Regions from separate parts of the Hordeum vulgare genome. Here region 1 is linked to region 2. Evidence: chromatin contacts called from public Hi-C data. All regions are on one chromosome and are shown on one strand. Each heading gives the region's core, a stretch centred on a gene start, on an enhancer-like site or on the middle of the called end of the contact. The rest is flanking DNA. Distances are from core to core; before and after follow the strand shown.

What was found. A called contact is a pair of places that touch in the nucleus more often than the background predicts.
Region 1: a Hi-C map of leaf shows a contact between it and region 2, with 2.4 times the contacts expected there. The contact joins the enhancer-like site here to the promoter of LOC123431162 in region 2. A contact is called at or near these places in 2 of 6 Hi-C or Micro-C datasets (leaf and seedling).

The regions. Positions count from the first base shown.
Region 1 is chr2H:643,420,163-643,423,397 of MorexV3_pseudomolecules_assembly, forward strand. No RefSeq gene overlaps it. Among protein-coding and RNA genes, the nearest start is that of LOC123428888, 25 kb to the right of the region's middle. Within about 2 kb of position 1,714, at least 3 of the 3 cell types and tissues checked have open chromatin away from gene starts, as enhancers often do. A contact at or near this core is called in leaf and seedling, where this site is marked.
Region 2 is chr2H:643,346,168-643,349,582 of MorexV3_pseudomolecules_assembly, forward strand. It overlaps LOC123431162 (2-oxoglutarate-dependent dioxygenase 21, chloroplastic-like), which reads right to left and starts at 1,533. Exons shown (of 3, transcript XM_045114998.1): 1 at 1,132-1,533; 2 at 621-859; 3 at 1-536. The coding sequence starts at 1,311.

The DNA of each region.
Region 1 (3,235 bases), core at 464-2,963, 74 kb after region 2:
GATAAAAGTTCTTTAATTCCGATGCCACTTGGTAGCAAGTTTCTCTAATCGATTCAAGAGTTCAACGGCGGCGGTTCTTAGGGACATATCACACATGCACGAAGAATTTTCAACTGTTATCGATAAGATTAAACCAGTTTTGTATTTTTAATGAACATTTCTAGTAGATGTGAACCTTTTTATAAAACGCTCGTGGGTGAAAATGCCACGTTCGATTATGTGCGCAGTCGATGCTAGCCGATGATAGATTCTAGCTGGAGTCAGATGGTACACTTTGTGGAAGGAAAAAAAAACTCAGTACTACTACTCGGGATTATGAACCTTGACCCTCTATTTCGTAGCCTAGGAAAAGCAAAGGGCCAGCCAAACCAGACAGCCCGGCAGCAGGTGAAATACGTGCATCTCTCCTGCCAGGGTCGGAGGGTCACCCGGCCATGTTCTCTTCTCTTGGCTCCCGGGGAGAGTGGTGACAGCCGACACTCACTTGGGTTGGTAGGCAGGTCGAATGAATCTGCCACACAAGGCAAGAGCCGGTCTTCCGCCGCCAAAAATGCCAAATCTCCTCTTTCCCGGCCATGACCCGCCGCCGTAACCAAGGCATGCAAATCGGCCGGCCTGCGTGCTATGGTGTCACATTGCCCGTTATTTTTTCCTTCTACTCTGAAATACTGAGATGTTATTGTGAGTATTTTGCTCTCTTCCGGGCTTTGGGGAGGCTCAGTGGGCTCTGCTGATTTTTTACCTTCACTGTTTTTCTTCTTTTTTTTCAACACGTTTCTATTTTTCAAAACATATTTTTCATTTTTCATATAAACGTGGAACATTTTTTGATACACATTGAACATTTTCTCCAATTTATGATGTACATTTTTCCAAAATACATGTTTCAAGAAAATGGTGCATGGTAAACATTTATTAAATACACCTTCATCACTTTTTTAATTGTTACGTATCATTCTTTCATGAACATTTCTTTTGGAAACATGAGAATATTTCTGTAAAATTTCACGTACAATTTTAATGAATGGTAATTATTTTTTACTTTGCACATATTTTTATAAAAAAAACTTCAACATTTTATGAAACACAAAACATTTTTTAGTTGTCACAAACACTTTTTTTACGCTATCAACATATTTAAAAGTGGCACAAACATTTTTGACACAGCATTAACATTTTTGAAACGTCTAGTGAACATTTGTAAAGTTTAAAGGAAATTATGTTTCTATTCTTAGAAATATACATAAAAGTAATTCTTATGGGTATGCAAATGTATTAAAAGAAAAACGAAACAATGTGTGATGTGTAGCCAGTGCTCGTCCTGCGCTGGGTCGGTCCACTGATGCGACGAGCCCAGACCATCTAAATGTTTATGCCACCTACGATGCCGAAACAACAACTCAATTGAATGTGAAGGTGATTCTAAAAAAAAGTTGATTCTCAAAAAAAATAAACGAAGCTTGACCTAGGAGTATACCTGGACATATGTCTGGCCGGGCTATAAAATGCCCGATGCTAAAAAATGAGGCCCGAACCCGGCCCGGCCCGACCTTCGGGCCTAACAAATCTGGCTCGAGTCCGAAAATGCCCGACACTCCGATCAACTCGACCCGACCACGTCTAAAATCATATTTTTCACAAGCCTAAGCCCGGCCCGACCCGACCGTCGGGCTCAATTTCTACGCCGAGCCCGGCCCGACCGTCGGGTTCAATTTCTACGCCCGAGCCCAGCCTGATCGGATAATTAGGCCTGGTCCGGCCTGGTATTTTTGATCCGGGCGGGGCTGCCCATGGCTAGGTCTACCTAGGATCAACTTGCGGTTACTCGAAAGAAACAGCGTGCGCTCGCACACATCCATCCACCGCGCCGCTGCCGCCTGGATACAAACGCTGCACACACGCATCTATCCATGGCGCCGCTGGACGCCGCCATCACACCAGGCTATCGTCGCCCTCTCTGAGAGCCGAGACAACGCCATCCTCGCCTCGCCATGCGCTGCCGCTGCTGCGCACTCCTGTTTCGCCGTGTTGATCGAGCGCACGCACGCACGCACGCCGCTGCGCCTTCTCCGAGACCACCGTACCTATGCCGAGCTCCCATGCATGCTGCTCGTGCTTGGGGTGTTCGCGCTAGCGATTGGAGCTGCCACCGTGGTGCCTTGCCTCCTCCAGCTCCACGACATTGAGCTCGTCCAATGCCAAGAGCAGGCCTCCCCTACGTCCCGACGCTCTGGTGCTCCGCCTCCACGACCACGCTCCGATACCAACACCGCCAGAACCTGGGTCCACCTGGCATTGGCCAACGGTGCTGAGGCAGGCGAGCCAGCCGACCGGCCCGACCAGAGGGTTGGTTGGTCACCCGGTCCGAGCCTCCTATAGCGGCTCGGCGAAGCAAGGAGTTGAGCCCAGTCTGGCTCGGCGCTGGTGAGCTTTGGGCTGGCTTGCTCCTATTCCTGTCCAGCCTGACCTGCGGACATGTTGCGGGGAGCAGCCGTCGTTGCTGCCGTGGTCTCGGAAGGTGGAGCTGTCTGACTTCAATACCTGATGCAGTTCCACCGTTTGTTATTTGTTTTATTTTAGTGGGTCCAATGGTAGGAGAGGAGTTCATTGATGGGTGAAATCACCACCAACTCAAACCTTTATAAATATATACTCGCTTCATTTAAATTTTTTGTTTTAGATTTGTTTAAAAATGAATGTATCAAAATACTAAAACGTGACTAGATACATTCATATATAGACAAACTTAGGATAATTTTTTTAGGACAAATGGAGTAGGAAAGATACCCGCAGTTAACTTCCGGGAGATCAGGACTACAGAAACATGCCTAGGCTGAAAATGAAGTGAAAACTTTCTGCTTTTCCGGAGGATAAATAGAAATGAAGAGAAAATATGAAAATGGAATATTTTATGCGGAAACATAAACAAAAACGAAACAGAGTTTTCCGATGGAACAAAGGTGGAAATGGAACTTTTCGTTTCCGCGAATATGAAATTTCCATTTTTTGTATAGGCCTATGGCTGCTTTGTAGCCCAACTATCAAACAACGCGCAATGCCACAATGATCATAATGGGTTATTTGAGGCCCAATTACCACATACATACTCAACTATGACCCTATACACAATTGTCCAGTACTACTACTACTATACTATGCTAAGGTGCCAACATAATCATACTATTTTTAACCATGGTAACATTTCATTACATTTTTGGTTTTATGTTTATTTCTA
Region 2 (3,415 bases), core at 283-2,782:
TGACGTTGGTCGGCAGGAAGTCGAGGAAGTCATGGAAGCTGCTCTCCCTGTACATCCTCGGGTGGCGCTCGTCGACGAGCTCCTCGGCGCACCGGACCTTCTCGTCCATCGCCGCGCCATGGATGCTGGCGATGGAGATCCTCGCTTCATCCGTATTGAGGATGGCACGGTGCAGGAGGGACCTGAGCCGGCCGTTGCTCAGCACCTCCAGGTGGTCGCCGAGGTGGACGTGGAGCGCCCCTGGAATGGACGGGACCGGCGTCCATATGCCGCCGTCGTCGTGGTGCGTCACCTCCAGCCCCGGCGAGCTCTGCAGCAGGATGCTGATGAAGCCAATGTCCGAGTGCGGCGCCAGCCCGACCGTGTCGCCGGCCCGAGACGATCCCTGCGGGTAGTTGTTGAGCGCCATGAACTGCAGCCCTGCTCCGAGCTTCTCCTCAAGGTACATTGGGCATAGTCCCAGCCCCTCCACGATGGCCCCCGTGAGCTGCACCGACAGCCTCTGCACCTCCACGGCATACTTCCCCATCTTCTTCCTGCCGATCATCACTTGTTTTTTCTCAATCTAAGAAGAGTGTGGCAATGCCGAGGATTCCATGTTCAGGTTGATGATCAAGTACCTGTATGTTGGCGGCTGTGTTGGCCAGGAGTCGACCCAGTCCTCGATGGGATTGGCGTAGTGCTTGAGGAAAGACCTGGCCTTGCTGATCCCGTCCCGGGAGCTGGTGTCGTACCGGACCGGGCTGCGGATGTCGTCGCAGGCGAACGCCGCCTTGCGGTCGGCGGGCATGTCGAAGAACTCCGAGGCGGCCTCGAGCGCGCCGTCCATGGCGGACTTGCTGACGCCGTGGTTTATCACCTTCAGGTTCACCCCGGCAGCACAACGTGTCAGCACTGGCATCTCGGTATATATGTGCATGATATGATTTGTCGCTTGTTTTGCATGCGGTTAACTTAGTGCCAGGTCACTGTCAGTATTGAAATGGCTGCGTCCATGTCAGCACGTACGGGTAACTCATAGCCCTATCCATCTTTAACTGGCCGTAGCGTAGCGGAGGTGTCGTCGGCTTGAGGACCAGAGGGTGTAGAGTAGTAGCAGGAGTAATAACAAGCAGAAGCAGAGCAACGGACCTGGAAGCACCCCCGGTCGCGGCACGCCCGTGCTATGTCCTCGACGACGAGCGCCCGGGCGGCGGGGTCCTTGTCGCCGAGCCGGCCAATGTTGATCACCGGCAATGGTCGCTGCTGCCGGTGGTTGTGGTGGCTCGCCATGGTCCTAGCCAAGAGGCGCCCGGAGACGGCAGCAGGCATGCCTCGATCGTCTTGGCGCGTCCAACAAACAGAACTGATATGGTTCCTTGTTGCTGGCTCTTCTTCTTCTAAGATGGTTCGGATGCGTGCGTTCCATCTAGATCCCGAGCGCTAGTGGGATTTATAGGGCGGAATCTGGATGAAGAAGTAGGGAAGCAATCAGAGATGAGCAGCACACAAGAGGCATGGGAGGTAGCCGCGCTGCACTGCACTGCACTGCACTGCATGCCATGGATGCCACTGGTGGCCAAGCAAAGAGTACCAGATCCCCTGCACTTAGAGGTAGATCTTTTCTCTTGCCCTGGGTAGCGTGCGTGTGTGCGTATGTAGGCACGCACGCCCCGATGGCGACGGCGACGGCGACGTATCTGCGCTGCTGCGTCCAGGTGAAGAAGGGGGATGGTCGCCCGGTTCCTTTCCGCACCAGCTGTGGTTTAGGTGTGGGTTTCAGTGTGCGTGGGTGAGCAAGCAGGCTCACGATTCCGTTTTTGCTCGCCCCAAGTTGGCATCCAGCCCGCTCGGTTGGATAATGCTTGTTTTCTCGCGCCGGGGGTGGGGGAGGAACTCAACCGGCGGCGGGGTCAGGGTGTGGCTATCCTATGTTTGTTTCGGGATGGGGCCAGGAACTCAACCGGCGCCGGGGATGCACGAGGGGTTTTCCCGTTTTGGCGGTGCCGCGAGCTGACGAAGCAGCTATGTTTGTTTCGGGATGCCCGTCTGCTGGTTTTCTATATCGGGATCGCTAAATTTCAGACTTAACTAGTAAGTCTTAGAGGATGTTTGGATACTCTCTAGTCATGTGACTAGTAGTAGTCAGATTAGAAGTTTTTAGTCAGACCCTGTTTGGAAGGTGACTACTACTAGTCAGCATTAAATGTCTCTGTATTAAATTATTCTCATTTATCTCCCTTTCATTGGTATGCCAGCATGGGAGGATGAGCCTGCAACAGGATGGGCCCGCCAATTAATTGGAGAGAGACTTTAGTCACTTTTAGTTGGGGGTGGGGTGACTAGGGACTAAACTAGTTTTAGTCACCCATTAGTCAGGGGTGTTTGGAGGTTTACTGACTAAAGGTGACTACTACTAGTCTCTAGTCTCTAGTCTCTAGTGATCCAAACACCCTCTTACTAGTTGATGTTTCCGGACGCCCGTGTTAGTTTGTACTATACTCTTACTATTTCGATTAATCCTGGATTTTTAACTGGAAGAAATACTTTATGTTGTTGTGTGAGACATCATCCTGGACTTCCTCCCGACCCCCTCGTGCCGCCGCCCCACGGCGGCTCCGGGGGATCGGATCCCGACGCCCCAACCCCACACCCAACAGCAAATCGTGCTGCCACTGCCACTGGCGTTGGCCGCGGCGCCCGGTGCCAAGGCGCTGAGGCAGGAGGAGGCTGCAGCAACCCTTCGAGGCGGTTGGGGGCTTTGCACCGCGGCCAGGGCGGCTCCCTGGTCGTGCGGCGGCAACCGAGGACCCTATGGCTGGTGATGCTGGTGATGGTGGGCATGGCAGCGACCGCGTATCTGGACGTCGATTCTTCATGTGGATGGTCGGCGGCGCGATGAGAGGTTCGGTAAAGGGGTGAAGGACCTCTGCCGGAGTACCAACGGCGACATACAACTTTACGGCAAAGCTTTGTGCGGTTTCAGCCAGCCGCAAGATAGGGACGATGCGGCTTTTGGTGAAAACCGTGTCTGACTGCGGTCTTAGAGAACGATGGCGGCGTCTCTGGCGTTGTCCTTCTCAAGGCATCGTCGTTACAGGTCATGTCAACTAGATCGGGATGTTCCGAGGGAAATCCTAGATCTGGGTCTACCGGATCGGACGATGACGATGCCTTCAGTGTCGCTCTTCCTCCAGGGGGCATCGTTTTGGAGTAAGTGCTAGTTGAAGGGGACAAGAGGAGGAGCGGCTTTACATCTATCGCAAGGCCAACGACGGATCTGAGGCACGTGTTGATGGATACATGCAGGATGGTGTCGTTGTCTGACGTTGTGGTGGCGTCGACGGCAGGCCTGGCAAGGTCCACGCATCAGTACCTGCTCTAGAGATGGATCGGTGGAAGACATCGGTGGTGATCTCTGAGAGTGCGTCCAACC